Linked DNA regions of Sus scrofa: region 2 is linked to region 1. A link is a contact called in public Hi-C data. All regions are on one chromosome and are shown on one strand. Each heading gives the region's core, a stretch centred on a gene start, on an enhancer-like site or on the middle of the called end of the contact. The rest is flanking DNA. Distances are from core to core; before and after follow the strand shown. Region 1 holds the start of PAM (peptidyl-glycine alpha-amidating monooxygenase). Region 2 overlaps PAM (peptidyl-glycine alpha-amidating monooxygenase).

Region 1 (2,700 bases), core at 44-2,543:
AAGAGACGATTTCAACTCTGAATATTAATAATCAGATCCAGAAATACAAACAAAGCTATTGGCCAAATCATCTAAAGAGACATAATTATGTCTCACACGAAGGACCACAACTCAGAGAATTAGAACACTGGACATGCCGTCAGGCACCTTTATGAGACCAGATACAATGGCTCAAAATTAAGTAATACACTGAGATCATCCCACCGGATCGTCACAAGGACCCTCAGCGGTGGGAAAAGCAGACCCGCATTTCACAGATGAGAACGTAAGGTGTCCAAAAGGATCGGGTACAAAGGCTACACCCAACAAAGGTTGGGTGGCTGAAAGCAGGCTTAAATTCCCATTTTCCAAGTATCTAAGTAATGGATACTTTCCATCTGGCCTCTGCGATCGCCCTTTGCCGGCGTACAGGGCCGGCAAAACTGCAGGGAGGAGAGCAGAGCTGGGCAAGGACGCGAGAGAAGAGGAGAGGGAATTTCCATAGCTGCCCGGCACTCGCTGATAATCAACTCGGGTCGCTACTTGGCTCCAGCCCTTCTGCCCTCCCAGCGGCCCCAGCTTGCACCCCAAACTTGTCTCAGGGGAGGGCGGGAACCGGGGAGCCTTTCTCCACAGTACGGAGAGTTCCCCAAATTGAGAAAAGAAACGGCGAATGAAGAATTTTACCCACAGGATGAGGCGCAAGGAGAAGTGCGAAGGTGAGGACAGGACGGGAGGCTGACCCCTCACTACTAGCCAAGGCTGTGGCGGTGCCAAGGGGGACTCAGAAAGATAGACTAGAAGTTCCCGAGACCCTCCCTGGCCGCGGCTCTGGAGCCCGCGCGACCCCAGCTTCCCGGGAGGAAATCAACCACCGCCTCGGGCGCCGAGAAGCGGAGGGAGCTGAGGCAGCACGATCCCCCGTCCCGGCCCAGCATCAGCCCAACTTCCTTAGCCCCCTTCCCGGCTCCCACCCTCACCCTTGCCTCGACCGCCCGCGGGTTGCGGCAGCGGTGGCGGCCACGGCGGCCGCGGTACTAACCTGCGCAGCCCCGGGCACAGTCCGGGACGGAAGCGGGAGCCTGCGGGCGGCGGAGCGGAGGGCGCGGCGGGCGGAGTTAGTTGGTAGGCTCCGGCTCTCTGGGCGGGGAAAGGCCGAGCACGCGGCGGCCTCGGCGGAGGGGGCTCTCTCCTGGAGCGCGCGGGGCCCAACCCCGTCCGCAGTTCGCCCTCGGATAAGGGGTTCAGCTCCCAGTCCCTCCCCGCGGGGCGGCTCCGCTGTTGCCGGCCGCCCCCGAGCCCGCCCCGTGCTCGCGCCTCCGCTCCGCCCCTGCCTCCTCGGGCGCGGGGGCCGCGGGGGTTGGGAAGGAGGTCCCCGCAGAGTCAGCTCCCGGTCGCGCGCAGCTTCCCGAGGTTTCCCTGCGGGATTCGCTGTCCTGGGTGTTTGGACTCACGTGTGGGCAGTAAGTGGCCGAGAGCTGGAACTATCGCCGGGGGAAGGGGGTCAAGGCCCGGCCTGAAAGTCTCCCTTTGCTCCGCCCGAGTCCCAAGTCCCTAAAAGCAGCCCTGCCAGGTGGCCACGCCGGCTGCCCGGAGAGAGGCCGAGGAAAATGTCGGACTCTCCCTCCGCCCAGCGCGGGGCTAGGAGGATATTTCCCAAGAGAATCAAGGACCCCCTACCTCCTGTTCCCGCCGCAGGTTGGGGGACTCCCGCAAAGAAAGTGTGCGGAACCGGCCAGCGGGGCACCGGGGTTGAACCTGTGGAAAAAGTGCAATTTCCTTTCTGCCCAGTCGCTGGATTCTGGCCACCTCGCTCATGGCTTCGAAGTGCTTTCCTGCCCTCACCCCAAGCCTGGCGCCAGAAACCCCCTTTCCTAGCTTGGCTTCCCACCTCTACGTGTTCCTTTTGCGAGGCCTTTTTTCAGCTCGCAGTGCGCTCAACGCGCACACTCTTAGCGCTTCACCCCTAAACTGCAGGCAGGGAGCCCAGAAATCAACTCCCTCTCTACCTCATCCCAAAGCAGGGCAAAACAGGGAGCCACGGAGTTGGTAAGTTCCAGCCGAAAAGGTTTATACTCAAGTGGCTTGGTGCTGTGCTTTACTGACCCCACGCACAAACTGATACGCGTTTAATTCAAGGGCAGGTGTTTGCTACTGCCTTTACTTCCCCTCAGGTAACCTCTAGAGTGTGTTCAACGTGACTTTTCATTCCCCAAACCAGCCACTTCGCATCTTCCAAAATCCTATCCTCCTTTCCCCAACTTCTCCCAACCAAACGACCGGCAAGGATATCCAGCTCAGTGTTCTGGTTTTTCCAGGCGCTTTTTCCTTCTGCAGCCCTTGGTTTGGGGGATGGGGGTCGGTAGCGTGAGAGGAGGGATGCTGAAGAAGATGAGGTAGAAGCCAGTGGAAGGCAAGTAAGGAAAATGAGAACCTACAAAGAGCGAGAGAGGCTGCAATGAAGGAGGCAAAAGCCCTCCAGCCATAGAGGAACTACCAGAAAGAAAATTCATTTCTCTGCAGGGAAAACAACGATGCTTGCATTGGATAGATTGGAATATCTGGACTGCCTCCCATAAAGAATTTTCAGCCAGAGATGGAGAGTCAAGGATACACTTCAGGACCTAGCGCATGCCTTGACCCGCCCCTCTTCCCAACCTAAATTCCACAGAAGGCTGATGATGCCAAGCTCTGGCCAGCGATGAGAAATTCATTCTGTAG
Region 2 (2,700 bases), core at 42-2,541, 130 kb before region 1:
CTCATATTATCACAGTTCTGAATCTTCCTCACTCAGTTCATGAGGAAAAAGTTCATGAGGAAAAGAGTTTCTGGGGTTTCTGTATCTATTTCTTCCTGAGTATTCTCAATAGGAGGATAATTATCATTTCTCATGAAAGTTTATGAGGTATATGACCTATATGCCAGCTGGATCAAGTCATGGCACATGATCAATAGAAAGTGATAGGGAAAGTGGAAGAAACCAGTTCTGAGATGATCAGACAGAACAAGTAATTACTTACACAGGTAGGAAGTTTAAGTTTCAAGTCAGAGAAAACCCAACTCAATCTGGATGAAACAAGAAAGGCTAACATAAAGGAAAAGTCCCTAAGTAGCAATGTGACCAAGAGCCTCTATTCTTTCAGTATCTCTGCACCGTCATCAACAGTACGAGTTTTATTCTAGACATGGCTCCTCTCATGAATTCAGCAGACCCTAGGACTTCATACCTTCTGTTCACATGCATGAAAAAAAAATGCATTCCCAGCAAAGGTCCTAAGATTTGACTGGATTGGTCTAGGTCACATGCCTTCTTCTGAACCAATCACAAAGAAAAGGGAAGTAGAAGACAGTGATTTGCTAATCCTAGTCCCTGTGCTCCACCTCTGGATCCTGGGTAAATAGTTCCCTGGGAACCACAGTGAGAAGGAATGGTAGGCTGGAAAGGCAACCAGCAAACGTGCATTGCAAGAGGCAAAGCTGAACGCAGACAGTTCAAAATAACATGCTGCAATTTCCTTATTAATATATGTTGTTTTATCCATAGAGTTATTTTGATAATTACAAGATTATGAAAATTGAGCTCCTCTTCCTTCTTTTATAATTAATTCCCCTAGGAACTTTTTCTGAGAATGTTCACCCCAACACATTAACTATTATGATTATTGTTAAATAATTTAAGTGTTTTTACTGTAAAACAAAGGGAAGAAAAAAAATAACAACAGAATAATAACAAACTACAACAAATGACTATTTGAGAAAATGATATTTTTGTTGGAAAAGAGGGCTTAATGAGTAACCAGTGAATATTTTTACAAAGTAATATAAAGTCATTTTAAGCAAATACAGCAGAAAAATCACTTTTAAAAGTGAGAAGAGACAAGAAGAAGCAGATTTGAGAAGTGAGCCACTATCACTGTTCTTTCCTCTTCCCAATCTCATTATACCTCTTTTTACTAAATACTAAATAAAGAGCTTATAAAATGAAAAGGCCAGGACACTAATAACTAAACATACAGAAAAGTCATCTGCTTGGTCATTTCGGGATAGGCAGGGCTGAGGGAGTAAGGGCCAATTTTACAACAGTAGTTATTTATAAATACTTAGACAACGCATGGATATTCAAATAAATGAATGTCAATCCTTAGTTGTCCAAAAAGGACCATGTATGTCTTTGAGCTTCTGAACATTAATTTCAAAAGAATTCTCCACAGTATGTAGAACACTTTTATTTTCTCAGTACTTTAAAAAAGAAAGAAAGAAAAAGAAAGGACAAGGGGGAGGCTATCTGCAACAGTGAGTCATCAGCCACTGCAGCTCTACAACACCTAGGTCTTTCCCTGTCTCTGCAGCGTTTCAAAAGAAGAAGACTATCTTTTAATGACATACATAAATCCCTGCACTGTCTGGCTGAAAAGCATAATTAATTCTGGCTTTTTCATGCTCAATGAAACACCTTGCACACATGACAGTAGTGGGTTTGAGCTTCTCGTTTACACGTAAAATAGGGAAAGCCCTAGCAACAACCTAGTTCTACTCAAAATGCTCTTTAAGTCACGGTAGCTTGAGTTCTGCCACTATTTCTTCAAAATATATTCTCTTGTGACAAGCAAATCATGCTAAAGAAAACTCACAATCGGCCACCTGTAAGAACAGTTTTTTTTTTTTTTTTAACTTTTCAAAGTGTAGAATATTTTATTTTTCAAATTCTTGGCAGTAAACTCACGCTTTTACTTTTCAACCTGTGGCTGCCATAGAAGGGTATTCATACAACACAATCTCTCAGCTGCAGCTTCTCAATATCATATATCTTTATTACAACATTTTTTTCATATTTTAATATATACTTACATGCTGCATTAGAGGCTATTACTCCATTGAGAATTTCAACACATAAATTTTCAAGGTTCCATTTCAAAACACAAATAATATGGGTAAACTTTTTAAAAAGAAATTTAACCAAAAATTTACTCCTCTTTATATTTAATTATTCTATCCCTATCTGAAGAGTCTTGGAAGCAAATGTCTCCTTTTAAAGAACTAACTACTGCTATAAATGCAGTATTTTTCTTTTAATTATAGACTGTATACAGAACATGTGAACAATGAAATACAGAATTCCTCTCACCTGTTTAGGTGTAACCCCAGGCATGCGAATATCCAATGCAAAATCTGATGAATCAATAGGAATTACTGGTCTGGTGGTACCAAGACATTCATTAGAAAATGATCTGGAAGTTTCTTTAAACCTTAAAAAATAAGAAAATTTCTTTGAACATAATGGAATCTTAACTGGACATGAGATGGAACAGCTTGAACATAATGGAATCTTGACATGAGATGAAAAAAATGAATTCTATGACTTTAAGGATTGTTAAAAAAAAACAAAAAAAGATTAAAGATTGTTGATTTAGACCCAGAAAAGATGTAATAACCATATAACGTTCTGTAACATTCTCAG

The links. Hi-C and Micro-C count contacts between places; a contact is called where the count stands out from the background.
Region 2: a contact with region 1 is called in a Hi-C map of heart right ventricle, with 1.8 times the contacts expected there. The contact joins the enhancer-like site here to the promoter of PAM in region 1. A contact is called at or near these places in 5 of 47 Hi-C or Micro-C datasets (fetal heart ventricle, fibroblasts, heart right ventricle and 2 more) and 2 of 2 datasets of contacts at active chromatin or transcription factors (alveolar macrophages and skeletal muscle).

The regions. Positions count from the first base shown.
Region 1 is chr2:108,254,516-108,257,215 of Sscrofa11.1, reverse strand. PAM (peptidyl-glycine alpha-amidating monooxygenase) reads right to left here and starts at 1,293. Exons shown (of 26, transcript XM_021084557.1): 1 at 1,022-1,293.
Region 2 is chr2:108,380,917-108,383,616 of Sscrofa11.1, reverse strand. It overlaps PAM (peptidyl-glycine alpha-amidating monooxygenase), which reads right to left. Exons shown (of 26, transcript XM_021084557.1): 4 at 2,368-2,488. Among named protein-coding and RNA genes, the nearest start is that of PAM, 130 kb to the right of the region's middle. Within about 2 kb of position 1,291, at least 3 of the 83 cell types and tissues checked have an H3K27ac peak or open chromatin away from gene starts, as enhancers often do.